Regions from separate parts of the Arachis hypogaea genome. Here region 1 is linked to region 2. A link is a contact called in public Hi-C data. All regions are on one chromosome and are shown on one strand. Each heading gives the region's core, a stretch centred on a gene start, on an enhancer-like site or on the middle of the called end of the contact. The rest is flanking DNA. Distances are from core to core; before and after follow the strand shown. Region 1 holds the start of LOC112734157 (CDPK-related kinase 3). Region 2 has its middle 6.1 kb from the start of LOC114924620.

Region 1 (6,055 bases), core at 330-2,829, 52 kb after region 2:
CACTCGGGCATGTGAAGGCCTAGAAGATATAATAACGAAAAAGTGAAAAACCGAAATACTCTTACCACAGGACAGGGAGTTAAAAAACTTGAAGAAACTTCTTCAAGTGAAGAGAAAACAGCACATCATTCTAGGATCATATTTGCTCAGTTCGCACCATGACAAATCGACATACCTCAAAATTCATCCATGGAGTTTAATTTTCAAGTACAGAACAACAAATTTCAGAACTTCAGACAATTTCATAATCATTTCGCAGTTCAGACAAACGAACAACGAATAACTACTATAGAAATGAGAATGGATGAACAATACACAACTGTAACAGCCTAACGATCTCACGGATGGCCGGCAATGAATCTAGTAAAGACTAAATTAAGGGCCAGCAAATATAAACCAAAATTGTCAACTAAAAATGCCATCATATTCTTCATAAGAGGCCAGAGCAATCAGAGTGCCAACTAGCTGAAACAATGTGGTGCCTCATTCCAACAATTCTTAGCATTTTTAACATCTTCCATACAAATTAGCACAAGCCAACACAGAACATTGATTGATTAATAATTCAAACATATAATCTAATCTATGCTAACACAACTAAATATAAACATTTAGATTCAAATTAAAATCGTACCATGTAATTGCAATTGCAATTGTACCTTAGACTTGGAAATGATTTTAACTGCTACAGCTTGGTCCTTGAATTCACCTTTCTTACACCTTGCATAACAAGTATGACCAAAATGCCCTTTCCCAATTTCCTTCCCAATCTCATACTTTGCACCAAAATTCTTTCCATATCCAAACCTCTTATCCAGCACCTCCTCCTCTTCCTCCGCCGCCGCCACTCCCTCCTCCGGTATAGTCCCCTCCTTTGCCCTCGCCGCCACCGCGCCTCGCCCCAGTCGCTTCGCCAACGACGCACGAATATGCTTCGCGGGAGACGGAGGTGGAAAAGGCCGCCGGAAAATCCTCCTCGGCGTCGCTGTCCTAGCCGGAGACGGTGTCACGCCACCTCCGTGAGGGTAAGGGCTCCGCCACGGCGACAATAAAGCTCTCGCCGGAGTGTTCTTCACCGAGGGCGTGACTGACGGCGGAGGAAGGTCGTCGGAGCTGGGAATCGCGGCGGCGTCAGTTTCCGGCGAGGGATTAGTCTTGCCGTAGCACTGCCCCATGATTGGTGAAAAGTTTGCGTAATTTTGAAGTTTTTTCCACCGGCGGTGTATGTGATCAGAGTAAAGGAGTCAAAGTCAGCACATCGGAGGGTTGAAGAGCGTTCTCGGTGGATCAGAAAGATCTGAACGGCGGATCTGGTCGGAGGAAAGAATGAAAGCGCGGGAATTAGTTTTTGGCAGGTGAGGTAGAGAGAGAAAGTAAAGAATGTTAGTTTTTTTTTCAAGAGAGAGAGTGTGAGTGGCGACAGAGACAGAGGCCGAGAAAAGAGAAGAGACCAAGGAAGGTCTGTTGTTGAGTGTGTTTGAGGCTTTTGAACAGAGTGAGTTGTGAGTGTGACATAATACTATTTTCTTTTAAAGGGTGGTTGTAGACTAAAGTGTGTAGGGACATATAATTTTGAGGGCAAATGACTAAAATCAAACATGTGAGTTTTAAATTTATGGAAATATCACTTTTGCATATTGTATATGTAATACATTTTTTTATTAAATTATATAAATTGTGAGAGGAGTTTCACAAATTTTAAATGTATATAAACCGTTATATTCTTTTAGTGATTTATATTAATATACAAAATGACTAGAAACTACAATAGGAATCTCACATTTTCTGTGTATGTGTTTTTTGTTTTTGGTTGAATATTTTTACGATCTGAACCATTAACTTTAGTGTAATTTTCACTAGCTTCATTATACTTGTTTTTTACCATATTTTCTCCAATTATAACCATCTTTCGAGAGGCAGAGCAAGGAGGCAAAGGATTAGGATCGACAAGGGTAACATTGTTCTAAAATTTAAAAGAAGAATAAGAAGCATTATTGAAATTCTTTTGATCAAGTGGCAGAGAATTTAGCCAATGAAATAAATCAGTAGTTAGAAAAAATATAACCTAAAAAAAATAACATCCCAGATTCTAAAAAAATTGATCTTTTGATAAAATTGAAACAGCTTAATCAAAAGAATCATTGAAAAAATTAACAAAAAATATAAAAAGAAGAAAAAAGCGGAATAACTTAGAATTGGAGAGCATAGGAGAACTAAGCAATGTAGTAGGACTAATGCTAGAGGTATAATGATGCATGGTGATGCAAAGTAAAAAGATAGAGATGGAGAAACAAAAATAGTCGTGATTTATGCACATTTCACATCTATACAACAACTGCGAGATCCTCAACTGCGGTTTCAAGTCATTTTGTATATATGTGGGACGCCTCTTACAATTTATATAATTTAATAAAAATTGTATTTACGTATACAATATGCAAAAGTTATATTTCGATAAATTTAATACCTAAATAATTTATTTTAATAATTATTTTAGTCTTTAAAATTTAAAATTTATTATATTAATTCTCAAAATCTAATTTTTAACATTATATTAATCTATAGACACTTTTTAACACTAAAGTGGCAAAATGGAATATCGAACATGCTCTAGTTTATCATGCTAACATAAGACTAAATATCATTTTATTTTAGTGTTTAAATAAAGCAAAAATAAAAAAAATGAAAAATTTTTTATATAATATACTAATTGTTTTATTTATTTTATTTTTAAAATAATTTTTTTATTTTATTTAAGTGTAAAATGAAACAAAGATCTTTAATTATGTATTTAATATGACAAATCAAAGATAGGTCAATATCCTATTTACTGGCTTAATACCGAAAAGAATCCAGTGATCAATACCGTGTTTGGAGCTGAATTTTTAGATTTAAAGAATTAAAATAATAAAAGTCGTGAGTGTATGGTGCATACGTGGAATGCTACTGTGGGTCCCAAAGAGTGGCTTTCGTTTATGGAGAATCAATGGTTTCCATGGGAATGGGCTGGGATTGACTTTTGAATTTTGATCAAGGCCGTTGGTTTGTTTCTTTGTCTCTTTCTCTTTCTGTTTCTGGACTATGATGATGTATTAAAAAACTAAAAATATTATATATATATATATATATATTAAAATTAATATTATATATTTATATATAAATATATAAGTTATTATTTTTCATGTGTGAAAGAAAGAGATGTATAACAAAAAGCTATGAAAAGAGGTGTATTTCACATTGGTATGAGATATACAAATCGGATGCACCTATTTGTTTGTGTTATTTTTTTTTAAAACAAACAATCACAAATCGGCCCTCCGATTTGTGATTTCGAAAATAAAAAAATTAATATTAAAATCAGACTGTTCAATTTTTATTTTAAAAAATAAAATAAAAAATAAAAAATACAAATTAAACTCTTTAATTTATAGTTTATTTTCTTTTTTAAATAAATTGGACCGTCCGATTTGAATAAAACATCATAAAAAAACACTTAATCTTCCAATAACAATGTATTATACATATATTTAATTAATATAAAAAAATTAGTCTAAATATATATATTATTTAATTTATTTTTAATATATATTTTATATAGTAATTAATTTTAATATATATTTAATATAATTATTATCATAATTAGGTCGTTAATCAAAATAATGACATGACAATTTCATGTTAATGTATGTGTCACTGAAATGAGAATTATGAGATGCATGGATATAACCACTAAAATGGTGGACTAGTGCGAGTAGTTATTAGTTTCTTTCTTTCTCTTTTGTTTCTGGTAAAAAGTATTTATAATCTGACTTGACTTAATTTCTTCGAGACTAAAACTTTTGGGATAGATTTGGGATATATAGATAAGAGTAAAATTCACAATTTGGTTGATTAAATTTTACATATTAGTCAAACTAATTTTTTTGTTGTTTATGATATTTTTTGTTTTCACAGTTCAAAAATAAATTCGTTGTAAATTTAAATTTTATTTAAAGATTTATTATTAACTAATAAATTACTTTCATAAAGTGAGATAATAAAAATGAATTTTTGAAAGATCAAAATGTGAATTTACTTTATTTGTCTCCTTTACACTTCATTTGGATAGATGATAGAAAGAAAAAAAATATATATATATAATAAGTTATTTTATATATTGTTGGATAAAGAAAAAATAAATAAAAAATAGAAAGAATTATTTTTGTTTAGATAAAAAAATAAAAAAAATTATAACAAAAAATATTACATTAATATCTTTAAGTTTTTTTTATTAATCAAAAAAATAAATTAGTCATTTTATTCTTATTTATATATTTTTTATTTTTCTCTCATCTTTGAAAAAAAATTAGTGGGTATCAATTTTTTTTCTTTCACCCTATTTTTCTTTTTCATTTAAATAACAAAAAACTCACATTTTTTTTCTTTCTTTTCATATTCTCTCCATCTAAATAATGCGTTAAAAGTCGGTTTGACCTAGTAACTTTGAGATGGATACAAGTTCTAAAATATTGTACAATAGAGAAGGTTTCCATAGTAGACTGAGTTTGCCATATTTGGCTTTGTCATAACACCTGGATACATGGTTGGAGATGGATGGACGGTGGTATTAGAGGGATAATGATATCTTCTCATCTATAATAATATTAATTTACTACATATATGATATATGGTATGATATCATCATTATACAATTATAATTCATTATTGATTATCAATTAAGAGGAGATAAGAACAACAGATACATGAGTAATTAATAGAATAAATATTTAGAGTGGTTCTTTAAATTTATCATTTTTATTATTTACATTTAAAATTTATTATAATAATTTTTGAGATTCAGCTCTATATATACTATATTAATTTTTAAATTCTTTTCTAAAATTGAGTTACCAACAAAGTACTAAACTGATTCTAACTTGTCTAATTAGATATATAGTTAAATAGTATAATTTTATTTTGGCACTTAAATAAAATAAAAATAAAAAGATTAAGAAAAATTTATATAATATATATACATATCGTTTTTCTCTCTTCATTCTTCAAAAAAAAAAAATCTCTTTTTTTATATTGCTTAAGCACCGAATAAAACGTCATTTAATCATATATCTAACATAACAAATTAAAACTAACTCATCATTTGTTTATTAATTCAATACCAAAAAATTCCAAAAGCTAATATAATGACTAAAACTAAATTTTAAAAATCAGTATAATAAATTTTTAGTTTAAAAAACTAAAATGATAAAAATTATAAATCTTAAAATTACTATAAAAATTTAGTTGTAATAAGTAAATATAAAGTCAATATCTTATTATTAACTTCTTTCTATAAAATAATAAGAATGATTTGAACATGATATATATAACTCACCAATAATTATATGTATGAACAACTGTAATATTTTTATGACTTTTTGCATTAATAGAGGAAGAACACATATCTTTTCGAATTTATTCTATGTTATGAAAACGACAACGACCTATTTTCGAGGAATTAATATGCAAACTTAAGCTCTAAGAAACAAGAAAATGGCATACACATGCATGCAATAATTTCATTTGATGAAGGAAAGATGCATGGTTTGGTGCGGTTTCTTTATCATAAGCAACTGCCATGTACCATGTAGCTGATGAAATTACAGCTATATTTGTTGACCAAAAGAAAGTTATAGACACTTTGATAGTCAAACTATATATAGAGAGATAAGAAGACTTTCGTGACCATAGAAATTGGAGTTTCATATCCATGACATACCTGCGTGAATGTAACATAAGGTTAACAAAAGGCAGTAATTAATATGCCACGTTACAATTAATATGCCCCATAACTAAGTACCAACTTTAAACTATTATAATTAAGAATAAAGATGGGAAACCAAAAATTAGTTAATATTATCTAATTTTTATTGTAGATTCTTTTTAAGATTTAAAATTATGATTTATGGTTTATGATTTGAATTAAGATTTAAAGTGGCTAAGGCTAACGATAGTGGCCAGCCACCAGGAGTGGGTGGCCGGCGATGAAGAGTTAAGTTGTGAAGTTAGAAAGAAAAAA
Region 2 (5,518 bases), core at 2,675-5,174:
ACGGCCTTTTTACACGGGGATCTTGCTGAAGAGGTTTATATGAAGCCTCCTCCTAAACTTTTTCTCTCTGATCCGGGACTGGTATGCAAGTTAGATCGCTCCCTTTATGGCTTAAAACAAGCTAGCAGGCAGTGGAATACCAAGCTCACTTCCACTCTTCTTTCGATTGGTTACTATCAGTCTCGAAGCGACTATAGCCTTTTCACTAAATCTACAGATTCTGGTTTCACAGTTATACTAGTATATGTTGATGATCTAATTGTTTCAGGGGATGACATGGCAGAAATCACTTTTATCAAACAGCATTTGCATCATTTGTTCAAGATCAAAGACATTGGTGAACTCAAATTCTTTCTTGGCTTGGAGGTGATTCGAAGCAAGAGGGGGATCATGGTGAATCAAAAGAAATACTGTCTCGATCTCTTGAAGGATTATAACCTACTAAATTCCAAGCTAGTAGCAACACCAATGGACTACACCATCAAATTGAGTAAGACTTCAGGAAATCCGTTGCAGTCCAATACAGAGTATAGAAAGTTGATTGGAAAATTGATCTATTTAACCAATACTAGGCCAGAAATTGGATATGCTATTAGGAGACTAAGTCAATACTTGGATTGTCCCACAAACATACACTTTGAATTAGCATTGAGAGTTTTGAGATACTTAGGAGGAACACCGACAAAGGGGCTAATGTTTGCAGCTGACACAGATTTGACACCTACTGATTTTTCGGACAGCGATTGGGGCACTTGTTCAGATACAAGGAGATCAACCTCAGGCTATTGCTTCTTCATTGGCACTTCAATTGTGTCCTGGAAAAGTAAAAAACAGAGTACGGTTGCTAATTCTTCATGTGAAGCTGAATATAGGGCCCTAGCAATGGCCACACGGGAGGCACAGTGGATCACTTATGTGCTGCAAGATCTGAGAGTAAAGCTTAAAAAACCCATTGGAATATACTGTGATAGTCAATCGGCATTGCATATTGCTGCTAATCCAGTATTCCATGAGAGAACCAAACATATAGAGATGGATTGTCACATTGTGAGAGACAAATGGCAAGAGCAAGTCACAAAACTGCTACCCATCTCCACCCACAATCAAGTGGCAGACATATTGACCAAAGCATTAACTCCTAATCAATTTCAACAATGTTTGAGCAAGCTGAGAATGATGGAAAGCATCGATTCTAGCTTGAGAGTGGGTGTTACATGAGAAAATATGTAGAGTTAATTTGTTAGAGTTAGTAGCTGAGTTAGTTGTAAATAATAGTTAGTTAGGAGGCTAATTGTTGTTATTTAAGAGTTGTAGCCAGCTGTAAAATTGAGTTAGAAACCAATTCAATGAAATCAATTTTGAGACTGAGAGAGAACCCCAATTTTCTCTCTGGTCACTATTTTCTCATCTTGTGAAGTTCTTCCAATTCTTTCTGAACGCTTCACCATTTTAATATATGTGTTTTAAGACATGTATATTAACCAATGTAAGATATATAACCACTATGTGCATAAGGTCTTAGTTTAGTAGTAATGAACTAATGATCTTTGTTTTGCAAAAAATGCATCTGACTTTGAGATTTGACTAAGGTCAATAGTGGACAGAAATTCTTAGTGTTGGTGTATGAGTTTGTAATATGACGTGAATATTGTGATGTTGTAATATCTAAAATTTGGAATTGTTAATCTATCATCTTAACAAAAAAAACTCTAATTATAATATTTTTTTGTCAACTTAAATTTTTAAAAGAAATAATTTTATAACAAACAAACTTATAATTTATAAGCTGGCGGAATTCTTTTGAACAATTTCAATTAATACTTCACTTTGTATATGTAGTGTAAGATTAATTAATAATTTGGTGTTCCATACTTCATCTCTTGAAATAAAACCCTTTTGATGGATTCAAGTGGGTTATAAATCAAAGACTACTTTTATTTTTTAGTTATTTTTCAGTCTACAGGTCAAAGATTAATTCAATACGAATTTGAATTTATAAGATTCGACTCAAATTAACCATTAAACGAATCTAAGTGGTTAGAGATGACTTTGAATTTGCCATTTTCTTCCATTTTGTTGGATTAAAATCAGTCTATATGTTGAAAAATGAAGATGCAACAATTAGCCCCTTTCAATGGTAAGTGGTAACTTAGCTTGTGATTAAGATGCTAGAATGTTCGACTTGCATGTTAGTTTGTATAATGATGATGCTGATCTATTTGATGTGTATTTCTTTAATTTAATTGTGTTAATTATATACAAAAAGTGAGGTAACTATGGTAATTTAATATAACGAAATTCAATTTAATGATACAAAAATGGCTTTAAAATTGTAAATCACACCAAAATCTAGAAAAGGTATCAAAATATGTGTTTGTATATTGTATGTAAATGTTTTTTTTATTAAAATATATATTTGTTAAAAAATATGTTGAAAGCCGAGGGCCCAATTAAGGAGGGCAATCCATCTATCAAAGATCCCGTATCAGCTTTTTATTTTTTATTTTTTATTTTTTATTTTTTGATGTTTTTTATTTTTCATGTTTTTGCTGACAAACTTCTGTTATGTTCAATTCGACGTGGTTATGAAATTACAATCATATGTCACCCAACTCACTAGTGGACAATTTTGTTTTGCACTCCAACTGCCCTCCCTTTCAAAAAAATAAAATAAAAGGAAATAAAAAATAAATTAAATCAAAGTTGGGTTAAGACAATGATTCTCAGCTTATAAAGACAATTTTACTCTTCCAAGACCAAAAATATTATTTAAAAAAAAAGAAAAAGCTATATATTCATTCAATTACAAAAAGTCTAATTAAAGAATTTATACTTGCATTACGGAACAAAAATAGTATTTAATTAACACTAATTATCCAAATCAGATATTGAAAATTTTAAAATTAGACACTTTAATTCTATAAGATTTAAAATACACAAAATAATCTTCAATGTTTATTTTTCATAAATAATATAGTTTTTTTTTTTGTTAATCACTAACAGTAACTACATCTAATGTTTCTTAGAAAGATTTGGAATTCATTGATTGTAATGTTACATAAAATAAATTTGTAGTTAAAATTATTTGTGCTACTGAAATTAGTAATTGTACCAAAAAAAAAAATAACTTAAAAATATTTTTTTAAATTTATTTTAAAAAAATAAAAAATATTCGAAGGGACTGTTTTGAAATCTTTAAAATATTTTAAGAATTATTTTGAGATTTTTTAAACTCTTCGAACATTATTTTTTACTTCACTATTTTAAGAACTGAATTGTCTAACTCGAATATGTAGACACTTAATAATTATATGTACAAGTTAATATTTTACGTCAATAATCACTTAACAGAGATAAACTGTATTATCTAACAGTCATAAATATTAAAAATTATTTTATATATTTTGAAACTTGAAGAATTAAAGTGTCTAATTTTAAAAATTTTAAATACTTACTTCTTAAAAAATATTAAAATCTCAAGTAATATTTAATCCAGCCGCAACAAATAATATAAAACCTACAAAACGGATGGAGATTATTAATTAAATAAAAAATTGATTTATTTTTTTATTTTTTATTATATTTTTTATTTTGATAAATTAAAAACTAATTCATTATAAATTTAAGTTTTGTCGCTCACTAATAATCTACATACAAAAGATAGAATCCAAACGTGTGACATTTACTTCAGCGGGCTAACCACTAAATTATACTCGTTGATGATAAATTTTTTTGTTTGGAGGTTTTGATGGAGTTGCAATTAACTAGATTATTTTTTTATTTTGGAATTTAAAAAATATGCTGCTCATTGTATCACTGAATCATAGCCCAACTTGGTTGGTCCAGTCTTTATATCAATAGCCCAACCCAACTAATCAAAGTTTCAATGTATCACACTTGCATTCTACTCTAATTTCGGTGTAAAAGTAAAACTGTAAATGGAGCAGAATATCGGGTCCGGTCGGGCTCTGGGTTGGGCTGGTTCCTCAAGCCTATACCTATGACAAAAAACAAAAAAAATTAGGAATGTTTATTGCTTTATCGAAAGAGAAATAGATTTTTTAATTTTTTTTCACTCTCAATTGATTTTGTTGATTTTGTAAAATGTGATTTTAATTTACATTATATAAGACTCTTTTTTTTTTCAGGCTTTTTGATTTTGATATTGAATTTATAATAATATTTTTTAATAATATATGAAATTTGGTATGTCTTTTTATATGAAGATCACAAATTTAATCATCTGATTTGTGAAGTTTAATTTTTTTTTTAAAATACAAAACTTATCATTCGATTTGTGAAGTAATACAAAATCTATCCTCTAATTTGTGGATTTTAACTGTTTAAAATTTTTAAAACACAAAATCGACTCTCCAATTTGTGGTTTTCATAATAAAAAATAACACACTAATAATTTTTATATAAAAAAGCCTTTTTTTTCACAATTTTTTATTTGATCTTAGTTAAGTTTTGAATAGTGTGAGATAACATTTTACAATATTAATTGAGAAAAAAATTTAAATAATTTATTTCCGTACGAAAATGGTTTCTCGGCGAATATCTATTACATTTGAAAAGGCGAATATCTATTACATTTGAAAAGCTTTTTTAATGAAGAAATTTCTGTCGACAATAAATACCTTGAGGCTTGAGTAATACCAAAAAATAAAAGAGAAAAAAAGTTGCACACACAGAAAATAAATAAATTGAATATCTCAATCAAGAAAGATGTTAAGTCATCCAATAATCAAGAAATCATTCATGAGATGTTAATTCTCATCTTGCGTATATGATGATTTTAGAATGTTAGTTTCAACTAACTAATAAAAAACAAAAATATTCACTATATATTTTTATACAGATATATTTTTAATATGTATTCTGTCTTTTAATATATATTTTATACTAGTGGTCAAATATAATAGTTGATTTTAGTGTATACCTAATTTAATTGAATAAAAAAAATTTAAATGCAAGTTTAATTTACAAAAACGTCAAATTTAATTTTAATATCCATGTATGTATGTATGAGTTGTGATATCTCATCAAGATTTTGTTTACTTATACTAATTAATTCCCAGTTTCATTCAAATTAAACACCAAATTGCGTAACTCAATTACAAATTAAGCAATGAACACTTCACTGGACACCTATTGGCATTGACATCAAAGCTTAATTAAAAAGTGTGACACATAAACCTTTCCTCACTTCTAGTCCAAACCAATCTATTTTCATTTGTATCCATCTTTATATTAATTGCCCAACCCAGATTTTAGAATAATCCGATACATCTGAAAGATTATTTAGACAAGTTAAAACTGTTTTTCTGACAAACTAAACATAATTTTTTGAATTGTTATTACATTACAATTTGAGAAATTACAAAATGTACACCAACAAAATATTAGATATAAAAGGACAGTTTTAACTTGTATAAAAAATTTCTAAAATGTATTAAACTATTTTGAAATCTCTTAATTGTATTTTTGTTTTTTAATACTCTTATCTATTTATTCT

What was found. Hi-C and Micro-C count contacts between places; a contact is called where the count stands out from the background.
Region 1: a Hi-C map of an unstated tissue shows a contact between it and region 2, with 4 times the contacts expected there. The contact joins the promoter of LOC112734157 here to the enhancer-like site in region 2. A contact is called at or near these places in 3 of 8 Hi-C or Micro-C datasets (leaf and an unstated tissue).

Annotation. Positions count from the first base shown.
Region 1 is chr2:5,028,888-5,034,942 of arahy.Tifrunner.gnm2.J5K5, forward strand. LOC112734157 (CDPK-related kinase 3) reads right to left here and starts at 1,580. Exons shown (of 11, transcript XM_025783380.3): 1 at 660-1,580. The coding sequence starts at 1,175.
Region 2 is chr2:4,974,312-4,979,829 of arahy.Tifrunner.gnm2.J5K5, forward strand. No RefSeq gene overlaps it. Among protein-coding and RNA genes, the nearest start is that of LOC114924620, 6.1 kb to the left of the region's middle. Within about 2 kb of position 3,925, at least 3 of the 3 cell types and tissues checked have open chromatin away from gene starts, as enhancers often do.